Regions from separate parts of the Sus scrofa genome. Here region 1 is linked to region 2. Evidence: chromatin contacts called from public Hi-C data. All regions are on one chromosome and are shown on one strand. The core of a region is the stretch at or near the end of the contact, and the rest is flanking DNA. Distances in the headings are between cores, read along the strand shown.

What was found. A called contact is a pair of places that touch in the nucleus more often than the background predicts.
Region 1: a Hi-C map of subcutaneous adipose tissue shows a contact between it and region 2, with 1.9 times the contacts expected there. The contact joins two enhancer-like sites. A contact is called at or near these places in 2 of 47 Hi-C or Micro-C datasets (mesenteric adipose tissue and subcutaneous adipose tissue).

The regions. Positions count from the first base shown.
Region 1 is chr2:65,297,513-65,300,855 of Sscrofa11.1, reverse strand. No RefSeq gene overlaps it. Among named protein-coding and RNA genes, the nearest start is that of MIR23A, 8.9 kb to the left of the region's middle. Within about 2 kb of position 1,370, at least 66 of the 83 cell types and tissues checked have an H3K27ac peak or open chromatin away from gene starts, as enhancers often do. A contact at or near this core is called in mesenteric adipose tissue and subcutaneous adipose tissue, where this site is marked.
Region 2 is chr2:59,522,925-59,526,349 of Sscrofa11.1, reverse strand. No RefSeq gene overlaps it. Among named protein-coding and RNA genes, the nearest start is that of JUND, 6.4 kb to the left of the region's middle. Within about 2 kb of position 1,804, at least 78 of the 83 cell types and tissues checked have an H3K27ac peak or open chromatin away from gene starts, as enhancers often do. A contact at or near this core is called in mesenteric adipose tissue and subcutaneous adipose tissue, where this site is marked.

The DNA.
Region 1 (3,343 bases), core at 121-2,620, 5.8 Mb before region 2:
CTTTGTAATGGCGGGGAGGGGTGAGAAGACAGGGCCAGGGTGAAGCCAGGCCAAGCGGTCAAGTGGCACAGGCCATACACACACACACACACACACACACACACACACACCCATTTGTTCATTCTTCAAATGTTCATCGAGTGCCTGCTGTGTGCCAGGTGCTGTTCTGGACACTGGAGATGCAGCAGAGAACAAGCCAGAAAAAAAAAAGCCCTCATGGGGCCCACATCAATGGGGGAAATACACACAGTAAACAGCTATAAAGATATATAGCCTATAGAGCTTGTTGAGTGGTACGTGTTGTGGGAATAGAATAGAAAGAGGCCAAGGAGATGAGGGGTAATGGGGTAGGGGCCAGGTCAAGAAAGGCTACCCTGAGGAAGGGGTGACATTTGAACATAGACTTATAGGAGATGAAGGAGAAACCAAGCCACATCTTCTTCTGGAGGAAGGAGTTCCAGGTGGAGAGGGAACGGCCAGTGCAAAGGCCCTGAGGCAGGACATTTCTGGAATATCTGAGAAGCATCAAGGAGACCAATACGATGGAGGGGGGAAGGAGCAGCATGGAAGAACCGAGTTTCAAATTTTTGCTCCCCAACTTCTTGCTGGATGTCTTTGGCTAAATGGTCACACCCCTCTGAGCTTCGGTTTCTTTCTCTGTAAAATGGACCTGAAAATGTGCCTTGTGTAGCTATTACGAGATTCTGAGATGAGATGTGCAATGTCCTGGCCCAGGGCCTGAGGCCGAGTAGAGGCTGGATAAGCATGTACATGTGGGTACAGCAGGTTTATCACCACACAGACCTGGGGTGGGGAAGCTAGGTTAAGGGACCCTGACAGACCCAGTTGCCCTGTAGGTCACCAGGGCTCATAGGCCGGGCGCCCGCCGGGCCCCATGGCAACACTGCACACAGAGACATCAAACAGGCCCTGCCGAGGAAGTCCCACGTCACTGTGGTTAGGGTGGCTCCTCCCAGCCCAGCCCCCGGCTGGCGCTGTGCTCTTCCTTGCCAGTCAGGGCCCCTGCCTCCCATCACCCTGGTGACATGCTGTGTTATGGACTGAGCAGAGATCCCACCACCTGCCTCCTCGGGAGGGCACCAGCCACTCCCCACATCCCGCAAAGGACATTATGCGGTAGCCCCAGTTCACTGCCACTAACTCTTTCATTTCACTGCCCCAAACTGGGGCTGGGAGCACCAGGAAAGCCCTTGCCTACCCACCTACCGTTCAGAAGGACCTAGAGGTTCTAGGGGATCAGTGGGGACCCCCAGTCAGGTGCCTGAAATCCCCAGGGCAGGGTCTGTCCAGGTGTTGCTCCTGGGCACTGGTGGGGTGAGTCAGATAGGAATAGCCCCCAGGCCTGGCCCAGCCCCCACCTGGGGACTGACTCACCACCCACCCAGAACCGGATGACATCAGAGCCTGGCCGGCCACCCTCACTTGGCACTGGGCCAGAATGGGGGCGCCCAAGAGGTGTCACATCTGGCTGCCCTCTCCCCTCTGATCGGGACCCGGCAGGCGCAGGGTTAAGGAGGGGCCCTCCTGGGGGTCTCCCCCCAATCCCATCTCCCCCTTTTCTCGGGGATTTCGGGCCCCAGCCCCTCTGACGTCACTGGGGGTTGCTATGGCAACTGGCCGAAGTTCCCAAATAAAATTACCGCGGGCGGGTTAAGTTTCCTAGGAGGCAGCCGACGGGTAAACAATGGCGGTGGCAGGCGGGGCCGGCGAGGGGCAGTCTCCCCCTCCCACCCCTCAGTCTGCTGGGACCCGGGGGTCCCCAGGGCGAGGAACTTGGTCCCCTCCACGCCCGGCCCCGAGAGCTCGTGAGCAACAGGGGACCTGGTGCGCAGATGGGGGACAGCGAGGCCACCGCCGAGATTGGGGGAGCCATGGGGGTGAGGGGGACCTCAGAAGGGAGGCTGGGTTGGCGGAGAACAAAGGGGGGACCTGAGGCCTGGGATCCTCCTTCTGCACACCCTGCCTCCCCCGCCCCGCCCCCGGCCGGCCGCCAGTCCAGCTGTGGCTGCTCCCAGCTGCCTGGCTCCCCACATCTGGCGGGCCGCGCACTCACTTCCTGTCGCCCCGGCTGCCTGGAGGGAGGTAAAAATAACCCTCCCCCTCCCCCTGCCGGCGGGAGCAGACGGCGGATCCTCCCGGCTTGGAGGAGGGAGAGGTCGAGCCGCCTCCTGGGAGAGGAGCACCCCCTCCCGCCGCCGCCCCCCCCCCAGGCAGACTCCCGTCCCGCCCACTGCCTCGGTGTCCTGGGAGGAGGGGCGCAAGTGGGGTGGTACAGATCCCAGGCTGCAAGGGGGGATGCTGGGGAATCTACTGCATTAGGAAGGGCTTTACCTGGGCCACCAGAAACCAAGGGAACCCTGGCGTCCAAGTTCCGCCGTGGAGGGAGTGGGGTGCCAGCTCTAATGTCTAGTGAACTGTAACCAACATGCCTAGGTTCCAATGGGGGTTTGTCACTCACTAACTATAAACAAGACACCAAAACAAAGCAAAACCAAAAAAACCCTCTCTGGGTCTCAGTTTACCTATCTGTAGAATAGAGATAATAGTAGTAGCCACTTCAAAGTATGTTTGCTCCATCATTTTATCTATTATCATTTTCCCATCCCAAGCCCCCCCCCCACACACACATCCTGGAGACCCTCAAGTACTGCCAGTTAAAAATACAGAACATTCCGAGTAGCCCTCATGGCCAGCTGAAATGAATAGGACTAGGAACCATGAGGTTGAAGGTTTGATCCTTGGCCTCACTCAGCTCCGTGGATCCCACGTGCGTTGTGGTGAGCTGTGGTGTGAGTCACAGACACAGCTCGGATCCTGTGTTGCTGTGGCTGTGGCTGGCAGCTGTAGCTCCAATTAGACTCCTAGCCTGGGAACCTCCATATACAGCGGGTGCGGCCCTAAAAAGCAAGAAAAAAAAAAAAATACAGAACACTCAGTTAAATTTGATTTTCAGATAAACAATGAATCATTTAGTATCAGTATGTCCCAAGCAATATTTGGGACATAATTTTACTAAAGGAAAAGAAAATTTTTTTAACTTGCTCTAGATCTGAAAATCAAATTTAACTGGGTCTCCTGTATTTTTATTTGCTAAATCTGGCAACTAACTGTATTTCTGAACCACCATCATTTCTAGCCTGAAAACACTCCAACAGTCTGGTCTCCCTGATCGCCTAGCTTCCGGCCTTACTCTTTCCATCCATTCTCCAGATGGAAATCCATTAAATCCAATCACATCTCCCTTCCACCATCCACGGAGTAAAGTTCCTCCATGAGCTTCCTTGTCACCCACAAGGCCCTGCTGTTCAAGTTCGCACCTTCT
Region 2 (3,425 bases), core at 555-3,054:
AGCTACGATGGGAACTCCAATATTTGTTGATTGACCATCCTGAGTGAGCCCAGAAGGGATATGGGGCAAGAAGTACACAATTCTCATGCCACCCCCACCCTCCAGGAGGAGCAGGACCCCTGCACACACATATCCAGTGTACACAATATATACTTGGTGTATACCCGGGCCCAGTCAGGCCCTCTCACAGGAGAACTTTGGGGAACCAGAAGATTTGGGGGTCAGAAGGTAGTGAGTTCAATTTCACTATACCAACTACAGAAGTTGATTTGTTTTTCTTTTGCTTGTGGCCAACCTCAAGCATTATTATTCATCCATTCTACCACTCACTGTTGAACACCTACTGTATGCCCAGGCCTGTGTGCTAGTGAAGATTTGGGGCCATCCCTCCTCACCTCTGAGCTGACAAGACTCTCATGGGGGATGGGAAACCACCACAGGAATACAGAAGCCAGCTTTAGGTCAATGTCATAATTTTTCCTTTAAGTCGACTGATCCCTTTTCTGTTTTTACTTCAGTAAATATATTTGAAAAGGGAAGCTTCGAGTCACCACCAGGAATGGAAAACCAAGTTTCTCTTGCCATAAATAGAAGGAAACTGAAAAAACGATGAAACGAGAGCAAAACCCAGGCATTCCCTCCTCAGGGACACTCAGGGCCAGGCCTGGACCGCTAATGTTCCAGTGTCCAGAAACCATTAAAGTCAGGGAAGCCCCAAGCCAAGAAGAGTGGGGCGTGTGGGCCCAGAGGGCAGGAGGGGACACATGGACCCACACAGCTTTCCTGTCCCCAAGGGGAGGGCCCCAGCACACAGTAGGAGCTCTTTAATGTTCCCAGCCTTGGTGATGAGTACCTACAATGTGTAATGTGTGGGTTTTGCCTGTATCAGCCAGATTCCTCCCAAGGACCTTTGATACACTGACCCATTTTGGGGTACAGATGGAGGCAGTGGTGGTGGCAGACAATGGCCTGTCTGGGGAGGCTTCAGGTTGGTTAAGTGGAAGCTCCCACTTCCTCCTGAAGACCTTGGGACTGTCCCCACCCACGGTCCTGGTCCTGTGGGCCCCTGACATCCTTCCCAGGCTGCCTGGGTGGGATTGGGGAAGGGGGATGGTGAACCAATGGATACATTTATAATGAAATGAATGAAGATGATTTAGTGAAGTAATAATCAGATGCCTCTGTGCTGCCACAATGGAAGCCCATTCTTGACGTTGTTCCTTAAAAGCCCCAGAGCAGCACCGCAAAGAGGGACAACTGTCCCCATTTTTCGCATGAATAAACTGAGGTTCCAAGCAAAGAATGGCTCTGATCTTTGGAGGGTAGGCTGGAATCCAGGTGAATATCTACAGGCAGACGTGGGGGGTGGCGGTGTGTGAGCCAGGCTGGTGAAAAGGACAAGGGGCTGGACCTTGGGCCTGTGGGAGCCTTGTGAACAGGCACCTGATTGGCATCCCTACAGGATCCAGGCCCATACACTGGAGTAGATCGGATGGGGGCGAGGTGGCAGCGGAGGGAGCAGGGAGGCGGTGGCAGAGGGGCCCCCAGAGTGGGGAGGAGGCAGAGTCCGAGTTGGTTAGGAAGGAGCACCAAGGAAGGAGCAGTTTTGGGGGGCTCTCTACATGTGTGGTATAAATTAACGCCAGTTCTCCCCATCCTGGGCGTATGGGCGAGGAGACCCCCACTCCGAGGAACCCAAGGCCGCTCCTCAGAACTCGCAGCGAGTCATTGCCCACCCTCCTCCGCCCCTCCTCCTCCGCCCCCGCCGCCGCCGCTCCCTGGGAGGAAGTGGTGAGGATGCGGGGGAGGGCCCCCCATTCTCACTTCCCCTGGGGCAGGGCGGGGCCCGCAGGGTCCCCTCCCCTGCCGCAGGAATGGCGGGGCATGGGGTGGGGGTCTGGGAGCCGCAGTACCTGGGGCCCGGCCAGGTTTGGAGGGGCCCCTCTGGGTGACCTGTAAGTTTTCTAGGCTTCGACGGTTCTCATCTTCTCAGCGAATTGCTGGGTTGAGAGGACCCCGCCCGGGCCTGACGAGCGCCCCCCCCTACACCCCGCCACCGCCCTGGGGCGGGGAGACCCAGGCGGACAAGGACACGCCCAGCCCTGGAGGGGTCAGGGCCAGGACGCTGGGAGGGGTGTCGCAGTAAACACGGACTTGGATGGGGAGGGAGGCGCATTCCAGGCGCAGGCAAAGGCCCTAGAGGCTAGTCGGGGCCTCCCGTCTCGCCTGGTAGCCAGGCCTGCCCAGGACTTGTCTCACGTAGATCCCCACAGCCTGGCCCCTTCTCTGGCCGGGGTTGAGGAAAGAGAGGTAATTGGGGGTCTCGGCGCGGCCAGGGGCTGCGCAAGAGTTAACCCCGCGCAGCGGTCGGACCCAGTGGCGACGGGGGCGGGTGGCGTCAGCGCCGACGTCAAGGCGAGGCGGAGCGGGTTAGACGCCCGATGCCCCGGCCGCCCGGCCCGCGCCCCACGTCGCGTGGGAGACCGTGGGCGTAGTGGTGGGGAGGGTCCGCCCTAAGTTTCCCCGACGCTGCGCAAAGAGATGGAGAAACTGAGGCACCAAGAGGGGCGTGGCTTAACTGGGACAACCCAGCGCCTGTGGGCTCCAGGTCCCCGCTCGTCGGCCCGGGTCCCACAGGTCACCCTCTCGCACGCCGAGACCGCCCGCAGGGTTGCCTGGCTGGGACGAACTGGTATTTTGTTCTCCAGCACGCAGACAAAACCGCATAAATAGTCTCGGAGTTAGTCGCCACATCTACCTGGGCCCCAGTTTGCCCTCGGGACAATGGGGAGCGAGCCGACATTTACTGCGGGCGCAGAGCTCGGGCTTCGGGAGGGGTTGGGCGGGGATTCCCACCCCCGAGGGGAACCGAGAGCCCTGAGAGACGAGCTGGGGACACTAGCCAGGCGGGATTCGAATCCCCGGTGGGCTCCTGACCCCCCGGTTGGCTCCCGCCCCCGCTTACCTCCGGCCCCCTCTAGGCCCTCTCCCTGCATTTCTTCTCCCTTCCACTTCTCCCCCGCCTCGCCTATTCCCTCAACTCCTCTTCCCACCCCCATCCTCTCCCTTGCTTCGCCCTTCAGCCTCCCTCCCTTCCCCGCTCCCCTCTCATCCCCGCTCCCCCCTCCCCCGCTGCCTTCCTCGCCCCCACCCTCGCCGGTCGAGACCGCCCCGCGGGGCCGCTAATTAAATACAGGGCTTGGGGGGAGGGGGACGGCGCGCGATTAACTCCTTCCCTGCCGGGCCCTGAAATGCTGTTGCTGCTGGAGAGGAGGAATGTCCGCTGCCTAACTACCCTCAGCCCAGGACTTCAGGCCGCAAGACAAGCCCATTTGATGAATGGGTAGCTCAAGGCCAACGGGCCGGCCCCGAGGTTCTGAGCAAGACTGGATTCCTCAGGGTCTCCTAATGGGGGGGCTGGAGCG